3 separate regions of the Mus musculus genome follow, and regions 2 and 3 are each linked to region 1. A link is a contact called in public Hi-C and promoter capture Hi-C data. All regions are on one chromosome and are shown on one strand. The core of a region is the stretch at or near the end of the contact, and the rest is flanking DNA. Distances in the headings are between cores, read along the strand shown. Region 1 holds the start of Cap2 (CAP, adenylate cyclase-associated protein, 2 (yeast)). Region 2 holds the start of Stmnd1 (stathmin domain containing 1). Region 3 has its middle 37 kb from the start of Stmnd1.

Evidence for each region. A called contact is a pair of places that touch in the nucleus more often than the background predicts. Capture Hi-C pulls out chosen DNA fragments and counts their contacts.
Region 2: a contact with region 1 is called in a promoter capture Hi-C map of adipose tissue. The contact joins the promoter of Stmnd1 here to the promoter of Cap2 in region 1. A contact is called at or near these places in 1 of 484 Hi-C or Micro-C datasets (neural progenitor cells), 2 of 115 datasets of contacts at active chromatin or transcription factors (embryonic stem cells and stem cell-derived neural progenitor cells) and 1 of 9 other capture datasets (adipose tissue).
Region 3: a contact with region 1 is called in a Hi-C map of double positive thymocytes, with 2.4 times the contacts expected there. The contact joins the enhancer-like site here to the promoter of Cap2 in region 1. A contact is called at or near these places in 5 of 39 promoter capture datasets (embryonic stem cells, hippocampal neurons, liver and 1 more), 20 of 484 Hi-C or Micro-C datasets (CD4 T cells, the HPC-7 cell line, Th1 cells and 13 more), 6 of 115 datasets of contacts at active chromatin or transcription factors (cardiomyocytes, embryonic forebrain, embryonic stem cells and 3 more) and 3 of 9 other capture datasets (adipose tissue, embryonic stem cells and liver).

Annotation. Positions count from the first base shown.
Region 1 is chr13:46,499,752-46,504,851 of GRCm38.p6, reverse strand. It overlaps Cap2 (CAP, adenylate cyclase-associated protein, 2 (yeast)), which reads right to left and starts at 2,949. Exons shown (of 13, transcript NM_026056.4): 1 at 2,641-2,949. LOC115488182 (a long non-coding RNA gene) reads left to right here and starts at 2,902. Exons shown (of 2, transcript XR_003950691.1): 1 at 2,902-2,987; 2 at 4,119-5,100.
Region 2 is chr13:46,270,689-46,275,788 of GRCm38.p6, reverse strand. Stmnd1 (stathmin domain containing 1) reads right to left here and starts at 2,068. Exons shown (of 5, transcript NM_001005422.1): 1 at 1,885-2,068. The coding sequence starts at 1,971.
Region 3 is chr13:46,308,342-46,313,441 of GRCm38.p6, reverse strand. No RefSeq gene overlaps it. Among named protein-coding and RNA genes, the nearest start is that of Stmnd1, 37 kb to the right of the region's middle. Within about 2 kb of position 2,296, at least 15 of the 459 cell types and tissues checked have an H3K27ac peak or open chromatin away from gene starts, as enhancers often do. A contact at or near this core is called in cerebral cortex, double positive thymocytes and hippocampal neurons, where this site is marked.

The DNA of each region.
Region 1 (5,100 bases), core at 1,700-4,199:
TTTCCACAGCTTTAATGGCCATTCATCTGTCCTCCTTGGCACACTTTGATATTAGACCATCTTTTATTAACAAATTAGAAAGGCTGTTTATATATTGTGGACCTGAATCTCTTATCATATATTTGATCTTATGTATATACATGTGTGTGTGTGTGTGTGTGTGTGTGTATACACATTATATTTTGAGAGTTACCTATTTACAACTCTTTTGTTCTCATGCCCGCATCTACACTTGGCAGTAAGTTCATGGTCGCTCCCTTAAATCTGATGCTCATAACTTATCTAGGCTCAGCATATTCTGATGTATAATACAAAATTGATGAATCAAGACTAAAACTAAACCTTGGGATAAAGATATATGTTAGGAGATATTCAAAAGGAAATAAAACACCACTGTGTCAAAAGTAAGTTAATGTTGTTCTTGTGAGTATTTAATTTCTGGGCATAATTCAAGCAGTTGGAGAATCTAGCCGTCTGAGACTCTAGCCCAAGGTGGGAAGATGCTCTCTACTTTCAGGAGGAAAAAAAAAATCAAACAAACAAACCCCTAAACTACTTCTCTTCTGTTTCCTTCAACCTTCTTCCTGTAAACTAAGTGTGTATGTGCACATATGCCTGTGTTTGTATGTGTATGTGTGTGCTTGTATGCATGTATGTGTTTGTGGTGTGTGTATGTCTGTATGGTGTGTGAGTGGATATGCTCGCATGTATGTGAGTGCAAGTGTGTGTGTGAGTGTGTGTGATAGAGGAGAAAAATTGCTACTGGTGAAAATCAACTAAATTTCAAATTTCATATCTGTTAACACAATGAAACTCGCCGGTACAGTCCTCTCCATATTCTCCTCGTCCTCGTTCGATTTACAATAGCCAAGCTGAGTAGTTACTAAGTCGACCTTGAGGGCTGCAGAGCCCCTATTTACCATCTAGCTCTTTAGCCAGGAAGTTAGGGAACCCCACACTCCCGTCATTCCAACAAGCTAAACAATGTCTTGTGGAAAACCCCACTTCCGGCTTGCAGAACTGGTTGGTCACTATCATTTCTCACAGTCAGCTTCTTTTTTTTCCTCTTTGTCTTTGAGTCTCACTTGAGCCTAACTTTATTAAGGATTTTCAGATTCGAGGATCCGTGGAGAAATAAGTCTTTTCTTAAGAAAAAAAAAAAAAAGGTACAGTCTTGTCAAGATACCGTGCTCTGACTGCAAGTGATCGAATTAATTCTTTCCACCAGCTTTCTGTACCAGCTTTCAGTCCCTAACCACGCAGAACCACCCCGAACCCCTCCCTGCCCTCAGCAGGCTTGTATTCTAACAAAACCCCAGCAAATCGAAGTCACTCCAAAGGTGAGACAGACACCACTGTTACTTTCCACAAAGTGGTCCCAGCTACGTCAGCAAGACTTCTGAGACACCTTCGTTAGGTGTGGCAGTGCCTACCAGTAATCCAGCACTCAGAAGCCGGAAGCAGGAGGATTGTGAGTTTGAAGTCAACCTGGGCTAATGGCGAGTTCCTGGCTAGTCTGGGTACAGAGTAAGTCCGCCTCTCGGAAGCAGAGGAGCACACCTGTAATCTCAGCTCGGAAGCAGAATGATTGCTAACAGTTTGAGGTCAGCCTGGGGTTCCATGGCAAAGCTCTGTCTACCAACAAACCAAGCAGCCAAACGAACAGGCAGTGCTCTCTCTGCAAGCAATTCTGATAAACTCCCCCCCCCCTTTTTTTCTTTTTTCTTTTTCTTTTTCTTTTTCTTTTTTTTTTTTTTTTCCGTTTGTTTCTGCCTTCTCCTGATTACTCAGGCCAAGACGCAAGTCTTGGCTGTACAAAGTTCACCTCCACTTGGTAAACTTTTTAGACCTAATTCTAAATACAAGTCCTAAAAGCACAAACTCACATAAAGAACGCCTGGATTCCGACATGACTTAATGCACAGCCTCTGTGGTGTTGATGAGAATAAATAGTCTCATGTGCATGGCGGGCCATCCGCCTAAAGATGACGACAAGATTGCTGATGTCACAAACAACCCCCTATGGGACAGTCAGAGAGCTGCTGAGGGGTACCATTTTCAGAGCGGTCCCTTCAAAGCATCAGTTGCGTGTGCATTTTTTAGAAGTGACTCATGGCCTCAAGTCAGATTCTGCAGAGAAGCCAGGTCCCTTCCTTTCCTTCCAGCACCTTCGGATTGAGGTGGCACTGGCGAGGTCTAATTCAATGACACCCACCCGGGAACCCTCAGAAAGCTCAAAGCAGAGCAGTGGAGACCCCTTGAAGTTAGACCGGCCTAGGGTGCGGTGGTTGTCGGCGGGCAGGCCATAGGTGGCCCTCCAGCCCGAAACTCGCGGTCCTCAGCGCCAGGCGAGCAGCTGGAGCGCTGGGCTGAGCTGACCCAGATGAGGACTGCCCCAGTGTCAGATCCCCGCATCACAGATCCTCACATCTCCGGTCCTCACTTCCCTTGTCCTCACATCTGGGTGGCCTCAGATCCCTGAGTCTGCTTCGCCTTTCTTCCCCGCGCCCTGGCCATCTCCCACCCTACCAGGGGCGCGCAACTTGAGAGCGCCGGCCTTGGGTGCCGGGTGTCCAGGCAAGCCCCCCATTCTCCTCGCCGCCCCCCCCCCCCCCGTCCCCCTCCGCGTTCCAGCCTGACCTGCTGTAGAGCTCAGGTCCTGGCTTCGGTGATGCAAAGCCGGCTCCGGCCACTTGCGCCCTCCTCCCGCAGGCCCGGTGCTGCCTCCGCCTCCCCCCTGCACGGGAGCCCGAGTCGGTCACGCTGCTCTCGGGGAGAGTCGCCCGCAGCTTCCGGCAGCTCCAAATACAGACGGGCGCGGGAGGGGCCGGGAGCACCCAGCCGAGGGCGGGGGTGGCAAGGAAGGGAGCAGAGAGGAGACACAGATGGGCCGTGGGAGAAGAGAGATAGGAGGGCAGAGGCGATCGCCGGTGCAAGCAGGAAATGCCTTCGCCTCCTCCTGCGGGTTTGCAAAGAGCTCTGAAAAGGTCTGGCGGTCCCTGAAGGGGGTTGGGGGTGGGTAGGGCTGCATAGTGACCCGCACAAAGAGAGGGAGAATGGAGCACCTCGAATATCCTCCAACTCAAAGAAAAGGATAAAGGAGAGCAAATGCATGTATCTCTTCAGATAGATTGTAGATCTGGGGCAAGTAACTTATATACAGAAACTTTAAAAAGTCATCTGATTATTTAGAAACGAGTAGAATCCTTGGCCGGCCTACTCCAGCAACTGTTTTACTTGTAGACACTGCCCCTTATTTTATATATGTATGGTCTATGCTGACGAAACTGGAAGCGTTTCTCTCTGGTTAGCATAATTAGACAGAGAGGATCGATTTTCGATTTTCATCTGAGTCTGGAATACTGGACACAAAGCTCTTCACTGAATGAATGATTGTCAAGGGGAAAAGCTGCAGACGAAGGGAGGGGGAGAGAGAAATGTAATAGCTTATGTTCTTTTGTTTAAAATTTGAGAAAGTGTCTCCCTACAAAGCCCTAGCTGCCCTGGGACTTGCTGTAGAACAGGTTGTTCTTGAACTCACAGACATCCTCCTGCCTCTGCTTCCAGAGTGCTGGGATTAATGGACAGATCCACTATGCCTGGCCCTACAGATATTCAAAAAGCAAACTCTCAAAATTGTGTAGTAAAGGGGATTCTGGTAAAGCCAATGTTCCCTGTTGTCTTAGGGTTTTATTGCAGAGAACAGACACCATGACCACAGCAACTCTTTTTTTTTTCTTTTTCTTTTTCTTTTTCTTTTTCTTTTTCTTTTTCTTTTTCTTTTTCTCTTTCTTTTTCTTTTTCTTTTCTTTCGTTTTTTTTTTTTCCCTTCGATACAGGGTTTCTCTGTGTAGCCCTGGCTGTCCTGGAACTCACTCTGCAGACCAGGCTGGCCTCGAACTCAGAAATCCACCTGCCTCTGCCTCCCAAGTGCTGGGATTAAAGGCGTGTGCCACCACGGCCCAGCGACCACAGCAACTCTTATAAAATAAAATATTTAGTTGGGGTTGGGTATTAGTCAGAAGTTCAGTCCATTATCATCATAGCATGAAGCCTGTGGCACGCAGGTAGACATGGTGCTGGAGAAGCAGCTGAAAGTTCTACATCTTGATCTCCAGACAGCAAGAGGAGACTGCATACCACACTGGATATAGCCTGAGCATATAACACCTGAAAGCCAACCTCCACAGTGACTCCATCAGCAAGGCCACACCCACTCTAAGAAAGCCACACCTCCTAATCATGCCACTCCCTTATGGGCCTAATGGAGCCAGTTACATACAAACTACCACAACTGTCGATGTTAAAAATCACATTTAACTCAGCTCTTGGTGTTGTCAAAAGCCCACAACTGTGGAGCCATGCCTAGCAGGCACCTCTTGACTCTCTTTTGTCTGGAGTAAATGGAGACCTGCTTATTATTTGTGCTGACACATGTGCTTTGAATGAACACATATACTGGGCTTTTGAGACAAGGATACAGGCCAGGCTGGCGTAAAACTCTAAGTCCCTAAACTCACAGCAATCCTTCTGCTTCCACCTCCTAAATGCTGAGACTACAGGCATGCATCATACCTTCGATGCACCAGCGTCCACAGTTATCCACAACTTAATCCAACACTTCTTGCTACTTAACCCAGCTGTCCTTCTGTGTCTGGGGAACGGGTCCCAGGGCCTGCTGCAGATATCAAGATATGAAGATGTGTAAGACTGCTCTATAAAAGGCCATGGCATGTGTGGTCACAAACTTCTGCAACCTTCTTGCACTCTGATCGCATCCAGATGGCTTTACAGTTTTTACAATATTACATATTGGGATATGTTATAAATGCCATGTAAATGGTGCATTGCAATGTCTTGTTTGTGTGTGGTGGTCAAAGAGAAGAACGAATGAAGCATGTTCAGTGTGTTCAGCCCTATTCTAACGTCTGTTCTTCTTTACATAGGACAAAAGTTTTGAATGAACTTTTTTTCTGTGAATCTCAACGTAGTAGCTGACTCCAGCACCTTGAAACTCAGCCTGGAGGAGGGAAGATGTCTCAGTTGGCAAAGTGCTAACCTTGCAAGCTTGGTGAACCAAGCATGCTCTTCAGACCCCAT
Region 2 (5,100 bases), core at 819-3,318, 230 kb after region 1:
TCCCAGGTTTGCCTTGAACTCACTCTGTAGTTAAGGGCGACCTTGAATTCACGATCCCCCTGCTTCCCGAGCACTGGGATCACAGGTATACACTAGCACACCTGAGTTCTACATTGCTGGGATGAAAGCCAGGGCTTTTACATGCTAGGCCAGCACTCTTCCCACTGAGCCACAAGCCCCATCCTTCAGGCTTGCTTTTTACATCCACTCCAGGGGCTCAGATGTGCCACACCCATGCGGGGTACCATCACTGGTCCCTGAGCATGCTCACACCATGAGAAGACAGTGGATGCCTTTCACACAGCAGCCCGAAGAATGCCTTGTGGAAACGGTGGCCCTGAGTGGCTGCGAGATGCTTCCCCCAGCCTGAGAAAGGGGGTTGCAGGCTCTCCTTCACTCTTCGAAAGTGCAATTTTGAGGGAGTATGTGGTGGACCTCTCCTTGGGTCACCCCCCATGAGTTGAGGTCTTGATACCAATGAGATGCCCATTCTATAGGTGAAACTATAACTTTCCTGACAGAAGAGAAAGAATTCTAAAGAGACCCTTGTGCCCTTCCCTCTAGCTATTTGACTAGTGAGACAAAGGTCCCCCAGAAGTTGGAATTTCTCCCCGAGTCTCAGGCTAGGAGAGAGAACAGCTGAGTCTCTGTTAGAGGCAGGCTTTGGCTTTCCCACACAGGTCTGACAGAGAGAGTCTGGAGCTGAGACCATGATGGCGTCAGTGATGGGCAAGACCATACCAGGATCAAGACTGATTCATTATTGGTGCTTCTTGCCCTAAAACATGTTAATTACATTTGTATGTGTGTGCGCACATTTATGGAGCTCAGGAAATAGTTTTAAGGAGTCAGGGCACCATCTACCATGTGGCACCAGGGCATTGAACTTGAGTCTTCAGGCTTGGTATAAATACCCTTACCAACTAAGCCAGCCCTTCCTCAGTTCAGACCTACAGGTCACATCAGAACCCCAAAGACAGACTTGGGAAGTCTCTGAATCTCTGTTTTTGTTCTTCTTCCAATGTGGCCATATTGAAAAAAAATTAAAAATTTTCCTACTTTGCACTATTTTTTAATGGGCTGATGGAGTATAAATGGCCAAGCCTGACTTATTAGGTCTGTCGGGGCCTAACCCTTATTGTAGAGTCAGGGAAAGATGCTAAACAGCCCAGCCTCTGACCCCCACTGCCCTGTGGGAACTTCCCCCGATATCTCCAGGTAAATGATACAAACTGAGGCACAGTGGATTGGAAGGGGAATCTAAAAAACCAGATTCCCTCTAGCTTTGTCCCCCAAAGCTGAACAACCCAGATGATGTAGCTCGATGGTTGACAGAGCTCTGTGTGCTATAAAGAAATACAGAGGAAGGGCTGTTCCAGGACCAACACTAGCTGGCCCCACTCAGGAACTCCCGCCTTCCCATGAGACATTAGGTTGATGGCAGAAACCACTACCCCTCCTGTGGGCCTGCATCTGCCGGGGCTGTGACCTCATGCATGTGTCTGCAGATGCAGATATACAGAGGCATGCACACTTTCTTGATTTAGAGACACCAGCCAACAGTGGCAGAATAAACTCTTGGTTTATTCTGGCAGTCTCTCTTGGTTCACATCCTCAGTAACATACCTACTAAGAGGGTGGTAAACTGCCCACTGGCTCCAGATCACTTCAGAGCTTCCTAAGTGTGGAAGTGTGGGAAATCTGCCTCCCCTCCCCTCCCCTCCCCTCCCCTCCCCTCCCCTCCCCTCCCCTCCCTGTCCTCTCTTTTCTCCTCTTGTGTCCTCCCTTCTGCTCTCTCTGACAGTGTCTTGCTATGCACGCAGCTCCAGTGTTCACTATGTAGTCCAGGCGTGTGCTCCCACAAGGTCTGTGATTGTCTGTTACCTTGGATCCCTCTTCCCAGCCCTTCCTGGGAGAGGGTATGCGGCTCTGGCTCTGGTCCTCCTTTTGCTGGGAAGGTCCACAGCCCATTGCTCCTCCTCTCTAGGCTGTGCCCCCTGGAGCTTCTATCTTGTCCTGGAGTCCTTGTTCCCCAGTCAGGGCCCAGCACGCCCTCCTCCCATACCTCCAGGCTCAGCATCTGGGCAGTTGCTGGAAACTGTTGCCATAATAAACAGGCGTCACAGTCACACAGACCAGGGACCTGAGTGAGGCAGGATGTGACTTTTGCAAGGGAAAACTAAAAGATCTGAGAAGCCATCCAATTCTCTTCTAGGAGGGAGGGGAGGGAAGGGCTGAGTCTAAGCAACCGGCTGGACTGGACACTCATTTCTTTTTCTTTGCCCTGCGCCGCAGGGCCCTCCCCCATACCCCTTATCTGGTTCAGGCATCACATCAGCAGCAGCAGCCTGTGGCAGGCCACGATGCAGACAGCCAGCAGAAGACAATTAAATGCCACAGGATGGTCACATAAGAAATAAACCCCGCTTCATGGGTGAAAATCACTCAGGACCACAAATAGCTCTGCGGCTGCCAGCGGATCTGGAAATCATTTTCGACTTGCAAAGTCCACTTTAGGAACGGTTGTGCAGCGGGGCGGGAGAGGGGGCGGGGCGGGGGGGGGAGAGGAATCTCTACATTGTACAGAGAATGAAACCAACAGGGTGTCATCCCCCCTCCCGCCCCCTGCCCCGCACCTTGTCAAGAGAGGCGGAGCAGGGAACTGTGGGTTGCTCACACTAGCAGTAAGCTTCAGAACTTTAATCCTTTTTCCCTTCTTGAGGACTAAGAAGGTGGAGTCGAAAAGATGCTTGATATGTCTCAACCCTTTGTTTTCAAGGCTATACATTTAGGCTTTAGGGGAGCCACGTGACTTTCCTAAGATCTCCAGGGAGCTAGTTACAGAGGAGGAGCTGTGACCAGGACCCAGGAGGCCAGTTCTGTCCCTCTGCTTCTCCAAACAACTGGAAAACGCATCCCAGGCTTCCTGGAAATGTAAAACTCCCAAGATCTTCCCAATGAATCCCGAGGCCAGCTCTGCTCTAAATAGCTAGATTATAAAGTGCACATTTGTTTGCTGGGGTCCAGGCTGACCTCAGCTTACTATATAGCTCAGGATGACCTTGAACTCCAGATCTTCCTGCCTCTGCCTCACAAGTGTTGTGATGACAGTGTATGAAATTACTTTAAAATTTTTATTTTTGACCTTTTTGAGACAGGCAGGTCTACATAGCCTGATCCTCAGTACAGAACACAAGCCTGTCTCTGACTCATGGAAATCCCTCTGCCTCAGCCTCTCAAGTACTGGGATTATAGGTGTGAATCATCATTTCAGGGTTTATTTTTCAGCCACTCTGTTGCTGCTCAAATAATGGTGTTTGTCAAAGTTTTACTAACATGGAGAAAGATGTATCAAACCCAAGTCCAAGTCTTAAAACTAGGAAACAGAACAATGAAGATTTGTTAATGATGTCAACCTCTAGAAACACAGGCTCATGGCTGAACTAAGTTACTTTGGAAAAATCTCACCTAGGATTATCCAACCCAAAGTGCACTTATAAAATGTTCCTGGGAAAGTTCAACCCATGTTGATAAAACTGGAGAGTAACTGTAGCAGATACCTGTGTTTTCTTTGAAGCGATCTGTTTTCAGGGAGTGAATGGGGTGGTACCAAAATGTGTTGTGTAGGCATTTTCTAAAGCATCCTAAGTCTATGGTCCAAAACTATGAAAACACCCCTTTCTTAGGAGTGTGCTGGGGCTAGTTCCTGCTGGTGTGGAAGAGTCCCTCGCTAGCACTGATGGGTCCCAGCTGCTAAACCAGCTGGTATCAAAACTAAATCTCATAACCTTACATTGAATTATGTTGAAAACAATGGTTAAAAAAAATAGAGACTGGGAGTAGCAATGGTATAGAACATCCCTTATTACTTCAAAATAAAAAATGGAAAAGGAAGAAAGGGAAGAGAAGAGGGAGGAGGAAGATGGTGGGGGGAGGGGGTATTATCACCACGTGTATTAAAGGGAGGAGGGGCACATTGGCCTCAGTGTAGCGCTCTCTACACCAAAATCCCAAGTGGAATCGGTGATGGTCCTCTACTGTCATGTCTCTCCTTCCTGGTGGAGAGAAGGGGCCTTTGTCAGTTAGCATGGAAAAAACAGGATACTCAGTCTCTCTCTCTCTCTTTCCACTTTTTCTTCCCTTCTCCAATCTGTCTCTCTCTCCTCTGTCCTCACCTCTTCTCCCCCTTCCCCCACCTCTCCGTGTCTCTCTGCCTCTGTGTGTTTCTCTGTCTCTCTGTCTCTCTATCTCTGTCTGTCTCTCTTTTTCTCCTCTGTCACTCACCTCCTCTCCCCTTCTCCCACCTCTCCATCTTTCTCTGCCCCTGTCTCTCTGTCTCTCTCTCTTTACCTACCCCCCCCTCTCTGGCTGACCTTTTCCTCACCAATGCTTTCCTCGGTGACAGTCCTTCTCAGGCTCTAAGGAATGCTAGGATTATAGGTGTGTATAACCACACCCCACTTACTAGGAAGTTTACCTGCCTGGGAAGGGCAGTTAACCTGCAGCAAGACCTTCCAGCCACACAGAACACTTCTAGTTTAGTCAGAGGGGAGCACATGGAGTGAGGTGCATCGCACTCCAAGTTGAAAGCCTTCCAATTTAAGTTCCAGCTCTAGGCATTTGCAAAGAGTGGGTGTCAACCCTGGCTCACTGTTTGTAAGCATTCTGTCAATGCATAGAAAGAGCCTACCCTGATTTTCATCTCCAAATACTCGAGACTGTTTCATGGTCACAGTAATAGCTAACAACAACTTGAGTGCTCACTAAGGATGAGGTCAATAAATGAAGCTGATGATTCTTATTTCTTATTCATCAATCTATTACTGGTTCAGGAAGGGTTAGACAACCCGAACCCAAAACCAATTTTACGTGTCTGCCTTTATGTGACCCATACCTAAGGATAGATTCCATGTTTTTAAAGGGTTGAAAGAGACCAAGAGACAACCATTATTTAGCAATTTAAAAATTATGCAAAATTCAAAACCCGGTGTCTATAATAAAATTTTACCAGAATATGGCCCATCTGGTCTGTTTACCATCCATGGCTCGTGTGTGTGTGTTACCAGGAGCAGAACCAAGTAGCTGCTGTAGAGAACATAT
Region 3 (5,100 bases), core at 1,047-3,546, 190 kb after region 1:
GACTTAGAGATCTGCCTGTGTTGTTCTTTGGAAAGGCAAGGCTCTGCGTGTTGTGACAGGAGTGATGGGTGATCTTGTGTGTGCCGAGAAGACTCCTGGGATCCAACTGCTAATTCAGTGTGGAGTAATCATTCACTAATTCATTTGCTTCACAGGTTTGCACGAGGGTCAGTGCCATGTGGGTGCTCTTGTTGGCCTAGGCATGCAGCCATGAACAAAACAGACACCAGTCACTGCGTGGATCCTGTTCTCTAGTTGGAGAGAGATGGGCAATGGGGCATTGCTGATCACTATGGAGAGATGTAATTCAGCTAACATAATCATGGGAGAAGTGATGGTGAGCAGTGGTCACAGCGGTGTTGAGGATGATGGAGGTGGTGAGAGATCGTGGCTTTAAACCGGATGGTCTGAGAAGAGTACCAGGCTCCTCCTCTGGAAGAATGGTCTGTGAAGCCATTTGGGTAGTGTGAACCCTGGTGTGAGGAAGGAACAGCAAGGGACATAATGGTTGGAGTGAATGAGTGGCCATGAACTCGATCCAAGCAAAGCCCGAGAGAGAATAGGGGCAGGTCATGCATGGGCACATAGCATACTGGACCATTCTGGCTTGACCTGGATAACTCTGGTGTTGCAGAGATTTATATTTTAATAAGATGACTGTGGCTGCCATATTCAGAATAGGTGGAAGGAGACAAGGCAGGATTGGCGGATGAATCAGGAGACCCTCGTGATTGGCCAGGAAAGGAAGGGTGATGACTGGCATCAGGACCAGTGGATGGAGGAGGCTAGACATACTTATTATGTGCAAATACAGTTTTGAAAAAGAGCCCTGCAAGATTTACTAAAGCTAGATAGACAGGGTAAAAGAGAAAGGAAGGCAGGACTGACAGCTCAGTCGGTAAAAGGCTTGTCCTGAGTTCCATCCCTCAGAATCCACATTCAAGAAAGATAAATGAATAAAACTCATGAAGTCTGGAGTGGTGAGAAATGCTTCTAATCTCAGCAGGAGAGAAGCAGAGACAGATTCCTGGGCATATAGATCAGGCAGCCTAGGCCACTCTGTCAGTCACTAGGCAATGAGAAACTATGTCAATAATAATGATAATAGTAATAATAATAACAATAACAACAACAATAATATAAGGTGGATGGTACTCAAGGAATGGTATCTGAAAGTTTTCTCCATACATACATACCCTCACACCCAGAGGCGAGAAAATGAGAGCAAAATCAAAGACAGCATCAAGTTTTGCTCCTGATCCACAGGGAGCTTCTGGTTGCTATTTGTTGTGAGAGAAAAGCCTTTAGGAGAAGCAGAAAGCTGTCCTACAGACATATTCTATTGAGATGCTGATGGAGAAGCCTGGCAGGATGTGTGCAGGGTCATAAACAGCAAGGAGCCACTGTTGTATGGATAGCCTCTACCATCGCAATGCACAAGCTGGCCAAGGATAAACTCATAGACAGACATTAGATGCCGCCCAGTGGGAAATGTTCTGGAATAATAAGTCTGGGGCCCGCCGGATGCAGGACACAGGACAGCTAGTGAACGTCCTGGAAGTCAAGAGGACATGGGAAGCGAGTGCTTTGAGAAAGAGGGCATGAGAAGCCATCAAGCACAGTGCAGATGTAGAGCTGTCCCATTGGTCCAGCAAGTCGTGACTGGAGCAAGAACAGATTCCATGAAATCGTGGAGGGGAACTCCACAGGAGGTATCTAAAGGAGAACAATTAGCAGACAAGAACTTTGGTGCTCTGTGCCAGGTGTACTCTTTTAGTACATTCAGATGTAAAGCAAAGACCAGGCTGGGGGCCTGGATGGGCAATGTGGATAAGAAGGAAAATGGAGTTCAAGAGAAGTTCAGGGAAGGCCAGTTAGAGGGGTGGCCTTTCACTGGGGACATGGGTGGGGAGGAAGGGGCAGAATGAGGTCACAAATACAGGCAGGTGGGTGGATGTGGGGGTGTGAGTACCGTCTTCCCGTCGCTTCTGTTTTCTCTTTGAAGTCTGAAGAAAGACCATGAGCTCCAGGTCTCGTGGGTCTCTGTAGAGTGAGAGACAGCAGCAGCCTTGGCGTCTGCACCATCCTACAAGTAACACGGATGGAGTTGAGAAAGTGAACCAGGGGAGTGAGTGGCTCAGGGGGTAAAGAACTTGATGTGCAAGTGAGCAGACCTGAATTCAGATTCTCAGAACCGATGTAAAACAGAGACATGGGACTGTCACCACAGTGCTCCTATGAGACAGGAGGCAGAAACAGGGGACTCTCCCGAGCTCCTGGGCCAGCTAGCCTGAGGCGTGCTACAGTGAGGAAGAGATCCTGTCTCAAGCAAGATGGAAGGGGAAGGACATCCGAGATTGTCCTCAGATCAACACACATGCATTTACACTCGTACGTGCTAACATGTACACACACACATACGTGCATATGCACGTGAACACACAGGCAAGAAGCAAAAGAAAGAGAGAAAAATGCAAAACGTCGCAAAAGCCAGTTAATTTTTAAATGTATTTATTGTCAAACCACAGAGCTGACTTCTATTAACTATCTTTTGGCACCACCTGCTGGAGACAGATCCCAGCAGCTAACGGCAAGGATCATTGATAATGTGCACAGCAAATGGGGAGAGAGAGAGATCTCTGTGGACTGGGATTCATCAGAAGAGTCACTTGTGAATTTCGCTGTACATGATCCTTTCCTCAAAGTGTGGTTTTTCAATGGTCTATGAAAAACAGAAATTCATAGAAAGAGAGAAACAGAGTTATAGTGGTTTTTTTTTCTTTCTTTTTTCAGGAATGGTAGTGGTGTTCTGTCCCTCAATAAAAGCGTAAGCTTTCTTCCTCTTCTGGCTACATCCCAGGAGTAGTTAGCTTATATGGGCCTTGAGATGCTCTTGGCTAATGTAATTATCCAGTGATTGAGATGAGTGAGATGCAGTTGCCAATACAGTATTTTAACCAAAATGGTCCAACGATATTACTTTTCCCATTTTCCATGCAATGTGTTGTGATGGAGATGGACATCTTCCCAGTGATGATGCAGGCTTGAAACTGCTTCCCTTAACCCAGAGACTTCCTGAGAGTTTATCTCAGCTGTAACTAGTGATGGTTCCTTACTATGTTCTTCTTTGTGTGTTTCCAAGGACCTTGCTGCAGACAAGTCACAAAGGTACAAATATCCATTTCTTGGAGAACTGGAAGGAAAATAGCCCTATATTCCTATATTCCTCACTTTTTCCCTACCTGCATCCAAGTACCCAATAAGAAGTAACTAAACTAAATGAAGAAGGCTTTATTCTGTTGTATAATTTGGAAGTACAGTCTAGCTTGGCAGCTTGGTGGCTCACATCTGAGAGGCTCAGGAAGCAGACTGTGTGGAATGCTGATCCTCAGCTGTTTTTCTCACCTATGGTAGGATGCTGCTTGAAATTAGGGATGTCCTTACCTCTCAGTTAATCCTTTCTGGAAACATCACCCACCTACCACAAGATATCTATCATCAGTGCCTTGCGTGTTTCTTAATCCACTCAAACTAGCAATCAAAATTAACAATGACAGGTTTTTATGTCATCTGGGATAATTGGGCAGTCACTCACTCTGCCAGGACATTTCTGTGAGGATGAAAATTCTCCAGCAATGGTAGACATAAAAGTCCAAATTAAGTCTCTCACTATTATTGTATGGGGTGTGATGTGTGCTTTAAGCTTTAGCAAAGTTTCTTTTATGAATGTGGGTGCCTTTGCATTTGGAGCATAGATGTTCAGAATTAAGAGTTTCTCTTGGCAGATTTTTCCTTTGACCAGTATGAAATGTCCTTGGAAAATTGTTTTCCAACCTTTTACTCTTGGCTAGTGTCTGCCTTTATCACTGAGGTGCACTTCCTGTATGCAGGAAAATGCTGGGTCCTCTTTACATATCCAGTCTGTTAGTCCATGTCCTTTTTGGGGAATTGAGTCCGTTGTTGTTAAGAGATAGTAAGGAAACATGATTGTTACTTCCTGTTATTTTTGTTGTTAGAGGTGGAATTATGTTTGTGTGACTATCTTTTTTGGGGGGTTGTTAAAAGATTACTTTCTTGCTTCTTCTAGGGTGTAGTTTCCCTCCTTGTGTTGGTGTTTTCCATCTATTATCCTTTTTAGGGCTGGATTTATGGAAAGATATTGTGTAAATTTGGTTTTGTCATGGAACATCTTGGTTTCTCCCTCTATGATAATTGAGATTTTTGCTGGGTATAGAAGCCTGGGCTGGCATTTGTGTTCTCTTAGGGTCTGCATGACATCTGCCCGGGATCTTCTAGCTTTCATAGTCTTGGTGAGAAATATGGTATAATTCTGATAGGTCTGCCTTTATATGTTACTTGAACTTTTTCCCCTACTGCCTTTTAATATTCTTTGGTTAGTGCATTCGGTGTTTTGATTATTATGTGACGGGAAGAATTTCTTTTCTGGTCCAGCCTATTTGGAATTCTGTAGGCTTCTTGTATGTTCATGGGTATATCTTTCTTTAGGTTAGGGAAAATTTCTTCTATAATTTTGTTGAAGATATTTACAGGCCCTTTAAGTTGGAAATCTTTGCTCTCTTCTATACCTATTATCCTTAGGTTTGGTCTTCTCCTTGTGTCCTGGATTTCCTGGATGTTTTGGGTTAGGAGCTTTTTGCATTTTGCACTTTCTTTAACGGTTGTGCCAATGTTTTCTATGGTATCTTCTGCACCTGAGATTCTCTCTTCTATCTCTTGTATTCTGTTGGTGATGCTTTCATCTATAACTCCTAATCTCTTTCCTAGGTTTTCTAACTCCACGACTGTCTCCTTTTGTGATTTCTTTATTGTTTCTATTTCCATTTTTAGATCTTGGATGGTTTTGTTCATTTTCTTCACCTGTTTGATTGTGTTGTCCTGTAATTCTTTAAGGGCTTTTGTGTTTCCCCTTTAAGTGCTTCTACCTGTTTACCCGTGTTCGCCTGTATTTCTTTAAGGGATTTATTTATGTCCTTCTTAAAGTCCTCTATCATCATTGTGAAAAGTAGTTTTAGATCATAATCTTGCTTTTCTGGTGTGGAGGTTTATCCAGGACTTGCTATGGTGGGAGAATTGGGTTCT